2 separate regions of the Oryzias latipes genome follow, and region 1 is linked to region 2. Evidence: chromatin contacts called from public Hi-C data. All regions are on one chromosome and are shown on one strand. The core of a region is the stretch at or near the end of the contact, and the rest is flanking DNA. Distances in the headings are between cores, read along the strand shown. Region 1 holds the start of tex264 (testis-expressed protein 264). Region 2 holds the start of parp3 (poly [ADP-ribose] polymerase 3).

Region 1 (5,847 bases), core at 1,885-4,384, 150 kb after region 2:
TTGAAAGAGGTGTGTTGAATCGGGAGGCGCCTGTGACTCATAGAGTCGAGCAGCTGTTTGTCAGTCAGTCAAGTCAGGGATTCAAACCTCAACATTGCGTCTTAGGAAAAAGACACTCATGATCTCATGATGGAAATTCTTCTCACAGTCCAGTGGCGTATGGAAAAAACTTCTGTTATTGTCCTTTGTCAAACGAATGACCTTATTTTTTTAAAACACAAAGAACTGGTAGAAAACAGAAAACTATCCTTACAAAATCATCTGAGAGTTACAAAATTATGACTTTGTTAGCAAATAAGCATTACTTAAAAAGAAATATTAGACAAGTTTGTTATGTGTTCAATGAATAGAATGACCTTCTGTGTGTCTGCTGCTGCCATAAAGTCTCTTTTGACCACATTATTTCTACAAATGATTGTCTTAGCTGTAGCGAAATGCACTCGAATGGCACTGTGGAGGAACTCTCAGGTTACTCTCAGACTATACACAAGAGCTTCCCACAACTTTGTGTGTCTGTGTGTGTGTGTGGGTGAACTTCCTGTATGGCTGGGAACTTAAACACTGCTGTCTAACTAGCAACTGTTGTGTAGACAAGTCTTGTTGACTGAAAACAGCTGAAAAACTAAACAAAAAACAGCTGGGAGATGCATAACAGCATGTAACTCTGCACAGATCACAAATTCAGATTTACTTTATGTAACATTTGGGTTGAATCAGTTTGTTTGTTTTTTGGGTGTAGGACGTTATGCTGGGATCCTGACAGAAAAACATTTTCCTTGTGTGTCAGCTGCATGTAAGGAGGCTTTGTTGGCACTTCTTTTTTTCCAACGCACTTTAAAAATGGAAAATGGCAAAACGCCCTGCAGGCACAGATGACAGAAGAAGAATCAACAGAGCAACGTGGCAAACGAGCAGCTGACCGCTTTCATCACTCGGGCTTAGTTCCTTAAAGGGGCAGTTTGTACATTAACCCCTGAAGCTACCCAACATAAACAACACTACTGCCTCCACACTGCCCTGTTCTGTTTGTGCTGTCAGTGCTAAAGAGTCCAAATGCAGACTTATTTCATGAGCTGTTTGGTAGGAGTTCACACGTTTCTTCTGGTTAGTGTTTAGCTGGTTAGCGAGTAAATGAGCTCATTGAGAAAAATTGGCCATTGATATTTGACACCTAGTCAGATGATTATTTACCCCCAACGTTTTCGTGTGAGCCATGACACGGAAAACGTCCATGATGGCGTTTTGGTGAAAACTCCAAAGTCTTGTGGTGGAGTGTCCGCCCGGACACTGGAAGGTCGCGAGATCAAATCCAGGCTGAGTCATAACAAGTACTCTAAAAGTGGGGCTCCCTGCTTGATAGACAGGGGCTGGATTGGGAGGGGGTTCCCGACCGCTGTGGCGTCTCCCCCAGGGGAGCAAACGTCTCACACCCAGGTGGGACAGCTATGGGAGCTTCACTTTCACTCAACTTTTTGAACATTTGCTTCTTTAGAGACATTTTAGGAGCTTTTCTCGTCAACTTACTTGACTTTTACCTGAATTATTAAATTGATAGAATTTGCAGTCCTGTTGATAGAAATGTTCTACTGTTGGAAGTCTCCTCTAGAAGAGACAGTTTAGGTCCAACTCTGACAGGAAAGAAAAGGACATCCGATGTGTGTTGATCTGTCAAACCGAAAATGGTTTTATGCAAACCGTTTGACTGATATCTTTAAACAATGGTCTTTGGAGCGGGAAAACGACCAGCACGGCTGCCTGTGGAAGCATTTCCATGGACGACCATGTCATTGCACTCTTTTATAATGACAGGGTATTATTACATAACGGGTGTGTTTTACCCCAAACTTGGAAAAACCTAAACAGCTTTTATCTTTTAGTCAAGCAGAACCCGTCCCATTGACCTGCAACTCATCAGGACACACAGGGCAGGTTGTGGTTAGCAGTCGTGTGTGAACAGACCAGCAACTCCTGTGCAGCCAGAGGAAGAAGAAGAAGAAGAAGAAGGACACAAGCTTTAGGCCAGCTGCAGAGTGGTGGGCTCTCACCTCCTTAGGATCATCGTAAAAAATCCCGATGGACTTCAGCTTTGGGCCGATGCTGCAGCTCTCCGTGTAGCCCGCACCACTGTCCTTGTAGGAGCCCCGCTTGAACTTGTAGGCGATGGTGACACTGGGGACAGGAGGGGGCCCCGTCTTCACCACCACGTCTGACAGCAGCCCCGAGTACACCAGCAGCCCCCCGACTGTCACGAGCAGACACAGCAGGAGGACGAAGATCAGCAGCAGCAGGATGAAATCAGACATGGTGTATTAGTGAAGAGGGCGCTGCAGCAGATGGAGTGGCTGCAGTCAAACCGTCCTCCGCCGGACGCAACTAAGTCTACTCCAACAACAAGCAACACCGAGGCGTCACTATAACCGAAGATTCTAATAGTCTTCTTTTTTTGTTAATTTTTTCTTTTGTCTACAGCTACAGATATTTCTAAAGGAAGGTGACAGCAGGCGCTTCAGTGGAAGTAGAAAGCTCGTTTGTTTACGGTTTTTTTTTTTTCACAAACAGCGAAACAAGCTTCCTGAATAGACCATTCTTCTCCGGCAGGAAGGGGAGGCGCGGACGAGCTTTTTACATAACTGCTGTAGATTTCAACACAACGCCATCAAATTATCACACGTTTCTCTTATAACAGCAAAAATAAAAAACACGTATTTAAACACTGACAAATATCTGCTTAAATCAAGAGCTTGCGCGCGAATATTGGCTGCACCCCCGTTTTTCTTAAATGTGGTTTAGCCCAGGTTTAAGAGGAAAACACTTTTTTATGATCTTTCACTGATTTTCGTTTCAAGTCTTGTTTTAAATGCAGATTGTGTTGTGATGTGTTGGGATGCCCAGGTTAATACTGTGTGCGGTAACAAAAAAGTCAGCATTAAAAGGATCGTTTGTTTTCACTTTAGAACGAATTGAAGCAATTTTAGACCTCTTTAGGGGATTTAAAGATAAAAAATGACTACTTCTTACTTTTAACTGCTATTTTTCGAGGTTTGTAAAACATTTGTACCGTAAAGATCTTGTGGGAAAAACAGCTAATGTTGTGAAATGAAAATGTCTCCTTAAAACCAAAGCTGTGTGGTTCATTTGCGCGGCCTGTAAACACTAAATAAACAAACACAAACCTGGCAAGAATAAGAATAAGTGTTTTTCTTGGCTTTATTCCTGTCTTGAGACGATCAAAGTGAGTGAAACATTTTTTAGGAAACAAAGATCAGAATCACTTTTTACAAAAACACAAAATCTGTTGTGTTCAAGACAAACAACGTCTTTATTTTCTTGATAGAAATAACATTTTCCAAAGCTGAATGTGAAGTTACAAAGCCCCAAAACTGGAATCTTTGAACAAAAGCTACATTTCATGAACTCTTTGTGAGCCTAAAGTTCTTACTGAAATAAACAGAGGTAATAAACAACAAACCTTTTTCCCCATTCAGCATGTCTGACACTAAAGGTCATCAAACTACTTGAAGACTATAAACAGGCCACTTTTAAATTCGATTTTTTTTTCCAACTCAATAAAGGATAGAAAATAATGGAACCCCTAATAATACTGACTGGGTTTACTCAGAGTCATCTGCACTTTCATCTTCATCTCCTCCGTTGGTCTTCTTTGTTGCCTCAGAGTCGCTCTTGTCAGCCTGCAGGAGACGAGACGAGAGTCAAGTTTGAAAGAAGAAATGATCAATTTAAGTTCAGCTTAGCAACACAGTGGCTGGAAAATCCTCCATTGTCCTGCAGCATCATGTCCAGTATTTACCTTCAACCTTTAGGACAGTAGGTGTCACTGTTGTTCAAAGTGCAGTGCTCTGATGCAGGCGTCACACACAAACGTTCAGTTACAACTTCTTTAACCCTTGTGCTATCTTAGATGACCCCCCCCTTACATTGACGTGTTCTCCCTACCACGACAAAGGTGGATAAAGGTGGAAAGATTTCATGTAATCCATGGACACCAGTGAAGATCACAAATCACTGAAGAAAAAAGGTTCAGAGCACTGTCTAGTGCAGAGGTGGGCACTGAGGGCCGCATTCCTGTATGTTTTCCAGCATACCCTGCTCTGGCATGTTCTGATTGGCTGGACACACCTGAACCAGGTAATCAGCCACGAGTAGGGCAAGACTATCTGGAAATCATGCAGACACACCGGCCCTCGAGGCCTGGAATTGCCCACCCCTGGTCTAGTGGGTCTAGATGACCCAACTCCTAATGTTAAAGTGCCTAGGATGGAACAAGGGTTACTCGTATTTATTTGTCTGCTTTTGCCCAATTTGCAATGACATCCCATAGTTATATACTTATATTACTGATAGACTCTTACATGCTTAATGCAACACTGGAGTGAGTCCACACAGCAAACGCTTCATGTCAAATATGGATAAAGGACAGAAACAGAATTCAAATGACTGCTGTTACTGTTTGTTCGTTGTCGCTGTGGCTTCATGACTGTTTGTGCAGTTCTATGTTCAGAGAGGATGAAACCCCGCTGCCTCGTCTCTGCGGCCGCCGTTTTACCGTTAGAAACGTCAGATACCTCATCATCTGACAGTTGCTGTGGAAGTGGCAGACCCTCGCCCTCTTCTTCATCTTCGTCCTCGTCACTGTCTTGTGACCGCTGTGAGAGAATCTCCTCCCCCTAAAAGACACAGAGTAGTTCTTTAAAGTCCCGCTCCGATCATCCTTCGATCTATTTACGTTCCCAGTGGTCTTTTCATTCCGATGATGCCGTTTTTAGACTAACTCCAAAATAACGGAGTCGTTTTCTGGGACATCATTTCTGCAGAGTGGCAGGAGATCATTAGAAAGACCCCTCTGAGCTGTGGGAGGGGCTTTAGGTGGGGAGTACGCCTCTGCTGACTGATATCCCATCGTCCCTTTTTTTAATCTTTCTCCCGCTAGCTTACAGCCCCTCACAACCCAAACCCAGCATTAGTGGTGCAACAAAAATGGCGAGCAATTTTGGAGCCCTCCAGTCGTACAGTTGATCCAGATTCCAGCTCAGTTGAGGAAAACAAAGACGCACACGGATCTATTTGTCTGAAGGAGCGCAGCGGGGCGCTTGTGGTCCGCTCCTTTTCATACCACATTTTATCAACTGCTCCTCATTCACCGCAGTTTGAATAACAAAATACTCTGAAATGCTTTTTTAATCTTCATTTTCCTTTTCATATATGTCCTCCATCATCAGAAAAATGATACCAGAACCCCAAAAGTGCAGTTTTGATTGAAGTGGGTCTTTAAAAAACCACAACAGGAAAGGCTTTCAGAGGATATCTAACCTTCAGATTGCGATTCTTCAGATTCCCCATCCAAAAGGCTTCCTGGCAGTTGTTGAGCGCCAACATGGCCTTCACCCTGTACAGAAACAGCTCCAGGCTCTTCTTCAAGGCTGGCACATGGTTGGTCAAGCTGGTATCCTGGCGAATCTGGCAACCAACACAACACAAGGAAGACTCTTTTTGAAGATAACCAGCGCGCATCTTGAGCCGTTTCCACGTGTCAAGACACAAGACACGACTGTGCAAAAAGAAATCCAACTTCACGAGACCTTAGAGTGTCCACACATGTGGTGGAGCTGACGAGTGCTGAGCTGGAAGGTCTTGAGCAAGCTCTGAACGTCCTCCTTCAAAATACAAGGTACCAAAAGCAGAGAGAAAAACCATTCATCAGCTGAATTAAACAGGGAAACCTGCAGAGGAACTTTTTTCTTCTCTACCTTGTGTCTTTTAAAACTGTAGTCCAACAGCGGCATTCCCAACTTCAGGAAGGACTCCAAGAAAAGTCTTCCGTACTGGAAA
Region 2 (5,826 bases), core at 3,118-5,617:
GTACACGCACTTATATCGGGTAGCGACAGTCCAGTGTGAACACCTTATGCTAAAAGTGCATTCAAGAATCCGCATTCCGCACGTTATTGAATGCGTCTCCCGTCAAAATCAGTTTCTTTTTATGCTAAAATGACACTTTTTAGACTAAACATTTTGAAAGATGTTCTAATTTATTACGATGTACCTGCAAGAGCAAAGACTTTACAGTATGAAATAACTCCAGCGACCACAGTACCTGGTTCCACTCGACCTCGTGCCACCACACTGTCAAAACCTGAGGGCGCTTCCTTTAAAGAGGGCTCATCCTTGGTAATAGTGTACTCTCTTCCAAGTGCAACCTCGCTTAGAAACATCACCCCTGTTTTGTTTGAGGTGCGTACTAGAATTTGTGACAAAAAAAAAAAGGAATTCAGTACACTTTTCAAATCATTATCTTTTTCTAAATGAAGCTGTATCTGTGGCCTCACCGTAACATATAGACTTGCTGTTTTCAGATGCAAAATAGATCCCACGACCGACGCGGCCTCCTGACTGAGGCATTATCCTCAGGCCGCTCTTCAGAATAGCTGCAACCACTGCTATATTTGTACCGTGCCAAAGAAGACGACGATTTTCCAGCTTGTCGTTCTCAGCAAAACGCTGCCCCTACAGGGTGGAACAAGAATTACAGAAGCGGGCCCATTGCTCTTTTGTACTACATGTGGAGTTAGGGTTCTATGTGGGCCTACCTCCATCTCTCGATCAACCTCCCACACATTGACAATTGTTGGGTTATAGAATTTGTCAGAAGTTGCTTTAAGGTACGTTTCGATGATCTTCACAAACAAACAGAGATGGGATTTACTTCACATTGTTAAAAAAAAAAAAGAACGCGATGACTGAAAGGATTCCAGCAGTTTTTATCAAGAGACTATACCTTAAATGTTTTAGACTTTTTGTCCAGTAAAGAAAGCTTGCATTTAAGAGACATGTAGTCCTGGTCCAGGTGATGAGGAACTGTTTCGATCATCTCTTCCTGAGCCTTCTCCGTTTCAGACTTCAGAGTCTGAGCTAGCTCAATGTCAGCCAGGACCTAGGCAGAACCAAAAGACAACAGTTCAGGGTAAAGACCACCGAGGGCGTCAAATCAGACTCCAGAAGAAAACATCAAAACCATTTCTATATTACATATAACCTAAATTAAAGCTGCACCATTACGCAACCAATACAGTAATACAAGTTGATCAAAACCAATTTCCTCCCACTTACCATAAGCATCTGTTTTTTATGCTCAATGATCTCTTTGGTGTTGATGGTTGGGGGCCTGTTCCGGCCAAAGTTGTGAGGAATTGTGGTAAAAAATTTGGAGGAAAGTTCTTCTAGAAGATGTCTTTGGTTGGGTTTGTTCAAGGCTGCTTCAATCTCCTCTAAAACCTCAAAGCCCTTTGCAATCTGAACCTTACTTAGTTTGCCCAAGGGCATCTTTTTGATATCTGCATGATGACAAACAGACACAGACCAAAATCAAGTGGGTATAGCTTTGGACTGTCGTTTCTTTGGCTTAAAAGTTTAGCATTTTGGGAAACGTTGTTTTAATTTAGACATTAAAATGTGAGGAAGACACTTGTTCTTCTGTCAAAAACAGTTCAAATAAATACCCACACAGCCCACTGAACAGGTACAGATGAATAAATAGATGGAGAAAGGAGACACATTTACCTAAGTCCATACACTCCATTGCTTCCTTAAACATGTCATTGCTGAAAATAAGTGTAATGAGCTTCTGAGTGGCTTCATCGAGGGTACAAGGCAGGGTGTTTTTAGGCACTTTGACGGCTTTTCCATCAACACTGTCAACCTGGAGTGAAAAAGAAAGAAGATGCTGAGTACGGCTGCCATCAATGACACCAACATCTGCTGGCTGATAAAGCAGAGCACTTGCCTTGACCTCGGCATCCTGCTCTCCTTCCACCTCAATCAGAGTGTATTTCCCAGGATGAGTGACAAAGTTGCTCCTGTTGCTCCAGTCATTTTTTGTCTTGTCCTTAAACTTCTTCTCAAAGTCCTTGACAGCTTTCTCAGGCGTATCGAATGAGTTGAGTTTGTTTTGTCCAACTTCACCCTGAATTTGCATGAAAGGACGAGGCAGTCACATGCAAATTGATAGAGGAAGAAGTGTATTACAACAAGGAACTGACAGTCTTTGTAAAGTCTGTATTCCAGTAAACCTCCAAACATTACTAAAGAAACTGGTGATATCTTGTATTTGGATAATAAATACATTCTTGATAGGGTAAAAATAAACATGTGTCATGTGCAGCAGATGTTTGAGCAAACTACAAATGTATTTCACACTGTAATGATGTGAGAAAATGTATAACTATTATTAAAGTATCAGAAAAATGGAACTAAATGTGATTTAACAGTTGTTTACATCTCCACCAGCAACGCAAGAGAATTAGGAAACTTGCATGTGCAGAATTTGCCTCAACTATTTTGGCTACTTACACAGTCATCATCACTATGGATGCAGTGTGCTTCTGATAGTTGATGTATTGGTTTTTAGCTGCTGCTTTTTTATTCCTTTTTGTTTTTTGTTTTGTTTGTTTTATGAATTGTTTAGTACTTTCTTTGTTGTACATGATGTACTCTATGATTCATGTTGAATCTGGGACACTGTCATGAAGGACTCATCTGTTCACCTCTTTTGTTTCCATGTACAGCTTAAGATGACCACACACTATTTTGCACATTTAGATGTATTATTTATTTATTTAATATTATTTTATTATTTATTTATGTATTATGTATTTATTTAACTTGAATGTCATTTCTGAATGTCCTTGCTGTTGCATATCTGTGAATTTCCCCATTGTGGGATAAATAAAGTTATATAATCTAATCTAATTATTTTGAACTGTAAAAATCAAACATCAAATAATATAAAGTCTATTAATCTATTGTAAAAGCGTTCCCAGTGGTCTTTTGATTGTAATGTATGCCGTTTTTAGGCTAAATCTAAACACTTGTGTCATTTTCTAGGACATAGTTACTGCAGAGCGGTGGGAGTTCATCAGAAATTCACGTCTGAGTTGTTGGCAAGGAGTAAGGCGAGCCCACCCACCCCTCCCATCATCCATCTGTTTATACATTCTCCCACTAGCTTACAGCCCCTCACACCACCACCAACCTATCATTACCAGTGCATCTAAAATGGTGAGAAATATCAGATCTATCCATCCGTACAGTTTTGCTCCAGATTCCACCTCAGACGAGTAAAACAAAGACGTTCATGGATTTAATTGTCTGCAAAGGGATGCATCAGAATGGAGCTTCTGGCTTGCCGTAGAAACTTGTACATCACACTTACAAGCTTCTGCAAACAGCATTTTTTTCATCTGCTCTTGATTAACAACGATTTGAATAATAAAAATACTTAAAAATGTCATTTTAAGATAGATTTTCCTAATAAAAGCATGTTCAAACACCAAGAAAGACTTCACATTTAATTGGAAATGAAAGGAAAAGTGAACCCACTTACCACTCTCCCCCACCGGTTCCACGAATAAAACCTCTTGTTTTCTTGAACGACCTGGATGACGTAGAACTTGTTGTTGTTGTGACCTATGTTGGTCTGGTTCAGCATGCAGCCGTAGTCCTCATACACCTGGTGAGAACCACGCATTTGTTTCCATCAAAAAGCCATAATGATGTTGACATCATCATAAAGGGCCAACCAGCCCACCTCGCCCGTGGAAGCCAGGGGACACTGTTCATCCACCGCCCTTCTGCCTTTGGGCTGGGCCCCTGCAGCCAGAAGGGCCTCTTTGGCGGAGGTGAAGGCATCTTTGGGCTCCTCTTTCACTTTCTTCCCTCCAGCCTTGGCAGCAGAGGCAGCTCGTCTCTTTGGTGCCATGTTTCCCCGGTCGTGTCTGCGCAGACACGGGAGTGCAGACGTCCTGCGTGACTTTAAGTAGCAGGTAAACAAAGTAGAGTAAGTAAAGCGATGTCTGTCTGTGTCTCCAGGCCCACGGCCGGCGTGGCTCCGTGGATCTGCGGTCACAAATTTAATGATCTGACAGGTCACAGTTTAACACCGGAAATGCTCGGACACAAACGTCCCGCACACGAACACGGTGGCACGTCAGCAGCTACAAGCGAACCGAATCTCTGCAAAGCAACGAGACCGGATCAGACCAACACCGTCCGACCGACGTTCACGTGTCATCACTTTACCGAACAACCGAAAACTCACCGTTTAGCTACAGACTAGCAGCCGATTGAAGGGGCAGAAGACAGGAAAGGCCGGTTACAGCTTTGTCTCTGAATGGGTGAACAGGCCACGAACCGGAGACAGACCGTGACTGCGGGGTGGAGCCCGACTGCACTTTGTTTATCTTCAGTTGTAACACATGGAGGACGTCTGCAGTCGGGCTGTTGTCGCCCCCTGGCGGCAGAAGCAAGTTAGATCAGGTCCCCTAAGTTTAGTGGCTGATGAAGGAAGGCAGCACTGGTAAAAAAACAAAAAAATGATGGAGAACACTTTCTACTAGTTTGAATCATACTATCAAACTATTTTTATTCTCTTCTATTGGTTTGATCAGTTTGATTTCGTTATGCAATCAACCTACTGCTCTTCTGTACGTTTTTTTGCCGTGCGGATCTTCTGTTATGGAAGTTATGGATATTATTCCTATCTTGTGCAATTTCTTCTGCAACTAATGGTTCTTCTGCAATTCAATGAAGTTGCTGAAGCCTTTACCATAGAAATACTGTACATGGGGAAGGGTCTTCTGCAACCTTAAACTTTCTACAATCCTAACATCTGCTTTCTTTATTCTATTTAAAAATTCAAACAGGCATTTGTTCTGCTCTTTGTGGACTTTTCCGCTGTCTTCAAATGATTTCGCAAGTACTTAAAGTCTTTAAAAAATTCAAGTTGAAATTCTGAACAAACTGCTGTAACTCAACCACCGTTTGTCTCGGTGACATGATTTTCTAAAATGTAGGAAAATGCCCCAATTTCGGTATAAGAGATACACTTCATTACACGTGTTTGGAATAAATTCTGTTTGTATGAGTATTTTTCAACTAGATCAGCATTAAACCTCTTTATACTGTGGATTTCTCTCAAATCTTGAAACGTTGGTGCGAGTCAGGATCACACCATTGTACATCAGTTATCCCACCCCCTTTAATAGGAAAACTAACTTCCTTTCTACGGGGTTCTTCTTCTGTTAACCTTTGTGCTATCCTATGACCCCCCCTTACATTAACGTGTTCTTCCTACCATGACAAAGGTGGATAAAGGTGGAAAGATTTCATGTAATCCATGGACACCAGTGAAGATCACAAATCATTGAAGAAAAAAGGTTCAGAGCACTGTCTAGTGGGTCTAGATGATCCAACTCCCAATTTTAAAGTGCCTAGGATAGCACAAGGGTTAAGAAGCAATGCCATTAAATAATTTAAAGCAACCACATTTAGCAATTACACATTTAAACATATTTCCACCACAAATGCAACTTTTTACTTTCAGTTTTTACTTTTTACTTTAGTTTACTTTCTAACCCTCATTGTTGCACTGATAAAGACAGAGAAGAATCAAACCAATATTACTTTTTTGTCTGCTTTTAACAAGTACAATTTAGGGATTCTGATGTTTTACATCAGTCGCTTTTCCAATTTGTTTTGAATTTTAATAAAATGTGCAAAAGTTCCCTTTGATTTGACTACCGTAATAATGAATGAGAAGAAATATCCTTTTCATTAGTTTGATATTCATTGCCCAAATAATTAAGACAACAATAAGTAAAACTGACTGATGTCAATAGCGGGTATTTCCAC

Evidence for each region. Hi-C and Micro-C count contacts between places; a contact is called where the count stands out from the background.
Region 1: a contact with region 2 is called in a Hi-C map of embryo, with 3 times the contacts expected there. The contact joins the promoter of tex264 here to the promoter of parp3 in region 2. A contact is called at or near these places in 3 of 5 Hi-C or Micro-C datasets (embryo and fibroblasts).

The regions. Positions count from the first base shown.
Region 1 is chr5:3,053,253-3,059,099 of ASM223467v1, forward strand. tex264 (testis-expressed protein 264) reads right to left here and starts at 3,135. Exons shown (of 4, transcript XM_004068477.3): 1 at 2,046-3,135. The coding sequence starts at 2,303. LOC101172571 (Fanconi anemia group D2 protein) reads right to left here. Exons shown (of 44, transcript XM_011474649.3): 40 at 5,766-5,840; 41 at 5,598-5,672; 42 at 5,329-5,475; 43 at 4,584-4,685; 44 at 3,190-3,689. The coding sequence ends at 3,612.
Region 2 is chr5:2,897,711-2,903,536 of ASM223467v1, forward strand. parp3 (poly [ADP-ribose] polymerase 3) reads right to left here and starts at 4,368. Exons shown (of 11, transcript XM_023954722.1): 1 at 4,235-4,368; 2 at 3,725-3,946; 3 at 3,521-3,646; 4 at 1,922-2,101; 5 at 1,699-1,837; 6 at 1,249-1,472; 7 at 917-1,072; 8 at 729-815; 9 at 468-645; 10 at 236-379. The coding sequence starts at 3,895.